2 separate regions of the Gossypium hirsutum genome follow, and region 1 is linked to region 2. Evidence: chromatin contacts called from public Hi-C data. All regions are on one chromosome and are shown on one strand. Each heading gives the region's core, a stretch centred on a gene start, on an enhancer-like site or on the middle of the called end of the contact. The rest is flanking DNA. Distances are from core to core; before and after follow the strand shown.

What was found. Hi-C and Micro-C count contacts between places; a contact is called where the count stands out from the background.
Region 1: a Hi-C map of hypocotyl shows a contact between it and region 2, with 3 times the contacts expected there. The contact joins the promoter of LOC107901402 here to the enhancer-like site in region 2. A contact is called at or near these places in 10 of 34 Hi-C or Micro-C datasets (callus, fibers, hypocotyl and 1 more).

Annotation. Positions count from the first base shown.
Region 1 is chrD06:6,335,090-6,338,481 of Gossypium_hirsutum_v2.1, reverse strand. LOC107901402 (transmembrane emp24 domain-containing protein p24delta5) reads right to left here and starts at 1,626. Exons shown (of 4, transcript XM_016827394.2): 1 at 1,222-1,626. The coding sequence starts at 1,458.
Region 2 is chrD06:6,259,763-6,263,419 of Gossypium_hirsutum_v2.1, reverse strand. No RefSeq gene overlaps it. Among protein-coding and RNA genes, the nearest start is that of LOC107901401, 14 kb to the left of the region's middle. Within about 2 kb of position 2,404, at least 4 of the 9 cell types and tissues checked have an H3K27ac peak or open chromatin away from gene starts, as enhancers often do. A contact at or near this core is called in fibers, hypocotyl and leaf, where this site is marked.

The DNA.
Region 1 (3,392 bases), core at 377-2,876, 76 kb before region 2:
CATTCGAGGATAGTAGGAAGAAAATTCCATGTAGATGACCTCATCTAATTTGGTTTCGGCTGAGCTACAGATAGTTGTCATAGTTGTCAACCCGAACACAAAGAGTATCAAATGCAAAAGTAGCCTCAATGACCAATTAATTTTACTTTTACAATTCCTCGAAGTTAAAGGGATTCTTCAACAATACCAAGGTAACCAAACAATTTTATTTTTTTCCACCCTCAAGACTTTTCCATCAAACAGAAAGGATAGTTCTTCTGCAGATTAAGAAACAAAAAGAAGCACCTAAGACTTCCCTTGAGGGGTGGCCTAGGACCTGAAGGCACATATCTTATCCCCATGTTCATGGATCAGCTAACTGCATATAGGATTAAAAATATATACTTATAATTTAAACTGAAGAAAAGAACTTATTCTGCCAATATTCATACGGATCCATTGAAGGATCCTAAAGTATCAAAGGGTAAATTCTGACCTTAGCCAAAAAGAACTCCCATTCATATTTAAAAAGGAAGATTAAGCAAAGGCTTACCCTTGGATATGACTTGCCCCATAAATACAGATTCTAGACATCCTCGACACTTGCAAAAGGATACAAAATCATACCCATAGTAAGGCTAAGCCAAGATATATGACATTAAAATCGAACATTGTTATACCTAACCCCTCGCCCAGAGAGGCTCGCCAAACCCGCACACGCCATTCATGGGTGCCACCACCAAGTCGCATTAGAGTCCACTCAAAAGCTCCCCCAAACACATTTCATAGAATCGCTCAAGACTCTACTGCTGACTCTACTACTCAACACAATCACACCCTAGTAGAGCACTCCAATGCTCTACTAATAGCACTCAAATTCCTCTATATAAGCTCTCTCCTCCATCTCCAGGAAGAGGCAGGTGCTGAATACAAGGCCGATACTCTACCCAAATCCGGCCACACTCTCCAAACTCTCCAAATCATCTTCCCAATAAATTCTCGACACACAGTGTGAACCGCGTCAGATCACCAAACTCAAACCTTGTATCAACAAAACATAAAAAGTAGCAACATAATCACTGATCAACTAAACCAGTAAAAGCTTCAACAACAAAAATTTCAGATGAAGAACGTCAAAAGTTGCAAACCCATTAAACTACAAGTATTGAAATTGTAAAAAGAAAAATGAAGAACTCAGATAAACCCAGATGGAGAATTTGGTTGAAAAGGTAAAAGAATTACCCGGGCAGAGATGGTGGGGATATGATCAGGGTTGTTTTCATCGATCACATAATAATCACCTAAAACGACAACGTTGCTCTGGATCTCCTCGGAAACACACTTGGTTCCTGAACTTGGAATCGTTAACCATATAGCTTCAGCAACCGGTAATATATTACTGTTCCTCGTTAAACATAGTACCAAGATTATAGGCAGAAAACACGCCGCACGACCGCCAAAAACCATGCCTTTGTTCATTGTTAAAGGCGAACAAAACCCAGAAAAAAAGGACTTTTTTCGCTTCCTTTCTCTGTTTTTTTCTTTATTTTTAACTTCAATATGTTTGCTGGGTTTGATAGCTAGTCGTAGACTCGTAGTTGTCAGAGTCAAACGGTGGAAAAGACGCGCCGATAACTGGGAGTGAGTTTGGTGTATGGGACAATGAAGAGAAAGGTCAATAAGAGTTGCTGTGATCAACCAATAATAATGTTCCAGCTAAGAAATTTTAGGATTGAATTGCAATGTCAAAGCCACGACCATGCGCTATTTTTAATTAAGAGTAAATTCTATTATTAGTCCCTTAACTATTAGCGTATTTTTATTTTGATATTCAAACTACAGAACTTTTAATTTCATAATAAATGTTTTCGAATTGATTCTGTTTTTGTCACCCTCCATTAAATCCTTAATGGAAATGATATACGAAAGTTATCTCCTATCATATTATATATGTATTAGTACTTTTAGGAATACTTATATATCATAGGGAGGGATCCATTTACATCGATGTAAAATTAAAATAGTTTTACATTCTCGATTAATATTTTATCGATCCAATCTTCACATTTTATATTTCATTCATATAGATCATACATGACAAATTTAATATAAATTAAAATTTTATAACAATTTTTTTATTTAAAAAATTTCAATCGTTCAATAAATATTAATATATATATGTAGTATTTTATATCCATATGATAGATATATTGGATCGGCTTGAAAATTTACATGCATGGCAAGTACAACTATATTGTTAAATTCTTCGATTAAATTGTTAAAATATTAATTGTACAAAAAGATACAAAATGGTGTAAAACTATTTATGGATCCCTTCCCATATAATATATTATTATATTATGCAATAGTATATAATCTATCAATTGATCCAATTCACATAAATCAGTTGGTAAATTCGATTTTTACTTCGGATTAATGAATTGTTATATATAAGTACTAATAGTTTCAAAATATAATATTACATTATGTAATAATATATCACATATTGCAATAGTAATACATAATATATTAATTATCATTATATATTATTGTTTATTATTATCTTAGTTGAAATATGCTCTAAGTCCCTAAGTTCTTTATACATTTGAAAGTTGGCCCTACTACTATATTGTATAATGCTATATTATATCGTATAATACATAACATATTAATAATTTATATATGTGCATTAATGATTAAAGATTATAATATTATGTAATACTATATCTTTTATTCAAATATATAATATATCATAGTAATATATGTATATGTATTAAAGTTTTAGTAATAATTACTACTATATTATTATAGACATACTACTAAAAATAGCCCCTAACGTTTGATTGTTTGCTCACTTTGGCTCTTTATCTTTTTTTTTTGGAGCACTTTAATCTCTAACATTTATTTTTTTTGTCAAATTTATCTATTTTTAAGGGACATATTGATGTGACCGTTAGTTGACTAACGGCTAACATTAAAACCAAGTTAAACAATCAAATTGAGCCAATTCAAACAAATCGATTGGTAAATTTGATTTTGATTTTGGGTCTAACTCATAGTTATATATACATATATATAAATGTATTAATAGTTTTGAAATATATTATTACATTATGTAATAATATATCACATACTAAAATAGTAGTACATAATATATTAAATATTAAATATTATTGTTTATTATTATGGTTGAAATATGCTCTAAGTCCCTGTGCTCTTCATATTATATTATAGAATGCTATATTATATCATATCATATATAATATATTAATAGTTTATATATATGCATTAATGATTAAATATAATTGGTTAATATATTCGTAGTTTATACATGTCGAAACCATTTTTTGAAAAATAAAAATTTTAGGTTGTCGACTTTTTTTTAAAAAAAAATGAAAGTTAAAATTGGGAGT
Region 2 (3,657 bases), core at 1,155-3,654:
ACATAAGCCTGCTCTGCATAGAAAGTATACCAAGAACAAGAGGGAGGAGAAAAATATAAGACATAAATGGGAGCATAATTCTTCCTTATAGAACATATAAACATATATCATACTTTTCATTATGCTCTTATATACTTCACCTTTCAATTAACTTACTGGGTTAATTGAAGAAACTTACTGCCTCTAAAATATCTAAATATATGTTTAATTCCACTATAATTTTTTCATGTTGCATGAGAGTTACATCTTTTTAATATAATTATAGCAAATGTATTATTTGTAGAATACATTAGTTTCCCTACAACATTAAGATATGGTACTTTAGAATTTTGGAGTACTTCGTCATTTTCATAAGAATAAAGGAGATTTTTATTCACATATAATGATCTTACAATTATCGTGGTGTTTAATTGATGTGTTTTATTCCTGTAGAATTTCTTTAAAATCATTTTTGTGTAAGATGATAGATGGACATAAGTCTTGATTACCCTTTTATTGTCTTCTACCTTTATTCTTTTTCTGGTCGTTAGAAGTATCATCATAATAACAGTATTTATTATGTCCTGACTATATCCCAACCATGCTAAAGCTATGACCACGATAAATACATTTATATTTTTTACTTTCAAAATTGTTATATATACCATACTCACTTCAACAAATGGAGCAAAACTAATTAAATTAATTTCACGGTTTTTCATCAATAACTCATTATTTTGCTAAGCGACTAGAAGATAGAAGTTTAATTTGAAATACTTTTAAAAAAAATTCACAATATTATTACTGCCGGAATTCATTAAGTGCATGAAAACTGAAAATGTTCTCTTTAACATGTCAATATCAGCATAAAACGAATGGCTACCATGGATGCAAAAAAATTGAGACCATTTCTACATATGTTGTTGAAAGATTGGGGGAACTTCATCTAGCATAATGGGATTAGCTTCTCAGAATTCACAAAGCATGATAGAACCTTCTGTTGCCCAGCATACAAATCCACAGTTATCACATGATCTTTTACATTTATGGAACCGGCTTTTAGTGCACACATTGAGGTTTCTAATGGAGAATGCAAATATTGATATAAAACAACTGTGATTCGAATTTAAATTACACTTAAAAAAGTGAACACTTGATCAATAAGTAACAATTTGAGTTTAAAATAGTTTATATTTTTTTTTGTGTGTCATTATAAATCCACCCACTACGCCCATATTTAATTGTTTAAGAACTGTGGAGGAAATAGAGTTTTTGTTATTCCTATTCTTTAAACGTTGAAAAAATGATTTACTTAGTTGATCGGAAAACTTTAATTGTAATTGCAAAGCAATAAGAATGAGAATTTAAATGATTGTATTTGCATAGTAAGCATGCTATTATGCCAATGGAAAGAAGAAATTGATGTTACATAGTTGAAATGTGATTGGGACTGGGATGTTTTCACTTAGGATTTTTCTTTCTTACTTTATTTATGCATAAATTGTAATATATTGTGAGTAATAAATTATTGAACATCTCTCGTCATGTTTGTAAAATTTCATAATTTATTACCCTTAAATATAATAAATGGTTTCAATTGTGTGTGCAAGCACACAACTTAGCTTTTGTAAGAGGGTTTAAGAGGTGTTCACTTGTAATCTTAACTTGCACTTAAATCAGATCATGGATCGAGTTAGGTCAATGTAAAATTTTATATTTAGGTTAGGCATGACTTGAAAAAATAAGTTTAAAATTTTGTCTAAGCTCAGACCAGATAAAAATGTTAAACCCAAGTCTAGGCCGATCGTATTAAAAAAATTATATTATCTTTTATATAAAAATATTTAAAAATATATAATTTTTATCAAATACACTAAAAGCATTAAAATAAAAATTTTCTAACAAATTGAAAATGTATTAAAAAAGATTTTGTACTTAAATAACACTAAGATAGTTGCAACTTAGCAAGCAAATGCCTCTAAAAATAGTAGTAAAATTAATAATAAAACAATAGTTGTACAATATTCAAACAATAACAATAAAATAGTAGCAATATAATAGCAAAATGGTAGCAAAACAATATCAAAATGGCAGCAAAACAATAGTGAAAAATAAATTAGGCAAATTCAGGTTGGGCTGGAACTAAAAAAATCTTACTCAAAGCCCGACCCGTTTAGAAAACGGGCATTATTTTTTGCCCAAACCCATTTTTAACCTATATTTTTGTCCAAACTCTCTTACTTTTTTAATGGATTTTCATGACTGAGCTGGTGACCTGTCCCATGATTAGGTATACTTGAACTCTTATGAGAGGTGGAATATGGTCTTATTTTGGAATGGACTTCATGCCCAAAATAGTGAGCCTAGGTGCCCAAGAAACGGCCTCATGGTGATTATGTGGGTCCTAAAAGAGGCTTCTAAGCCCATCCTTGTTGAGCCAAGTTGAGGGCTTTAGTTTGGTCCGAACTAGCAATCGTGTCAAGCACTTAAATGTCTTGATGTGATTTGAAAATTTCTGTATCTAATTAAACGGATTTAATTCCATTTTATAGTCGATAATTGAAATTAATAATAATGTTATGACAAAAAATGTAAAATTTATAATAAATGGGTTGAAACATTGCCACGGCTCGGTAAAGACATCAGCGAGCCACCCATATACATAGGTTTTCTATACTGCGAGTACCAGAAATGGAGGCTGAGGAACAAGACTCATCCACCCAGTAGACCTGAAAATGAAATCCGAATCACACATTACAAAATTGCTGCTTAAAATGGACATGCTTCATATGCCAGTCCTCCATTCTCATATCCGTAATTGTTTTCGATTTGCATTGCATGGTAACAAAAAACTTGAAAAAGTTGTAAGAGATGGAGAAGGAAAGCACAGAAAGCTGTTACATCAAACCCTCAAATTAAACCAGCATAGAAACATTACAATAAGCTAACAATGAATTAACCACGGAAGAGAGTGGCTCCTCAAACCACAGTATATATCTTTATTTTGGGTTCCAATTTTATTATAAGTATTTTTTTAGATTTAATATAAAATAAAATAAATACCATTGAATTAATATTTATTACTTTATTAAAATAAATATTTTTTTTATTATATAACAACTGAGTTGAGACCTAATTATGAGTCACACCATCTCAATCAAAACGAAAATAATATTATTAAAAGTTACTAGTAACTTTCTCAAGCTACAATCTGTATTCTATGTATATATAAGTTGTGAAGAAACTTTTGAATCGCTAAAACATTTTTATTGTCCATTATATTATTAAATTGATATTAGAAAATAATATTTTAGTATATTAATAAAAATAATATTAATTAAAAATACTTTTATTAAATAAATTCATAATAATATCGAAATAAATTTTGTATTTATATTCATTTACATTTATTATTTTAGATTAAATATCAATCAATAAATGTTACAGTTATATACTAATTAAAATGAAAATTTAGCACTATAAATGGATACATTAACACCAAATAACTGCACATTTTCATTCAAGTAGCATTAAAGAAAATATCCGAAAAATCAAATTTTAGTCGTTTTGCTTCAGTCACCAAAAAAAAAATGTTTGACTTCCATTCTAATTAATATGTTTGACTTTTATTATTATTTTATTATTGGTACTTTTATTATATCTATCAACTAATAGTTG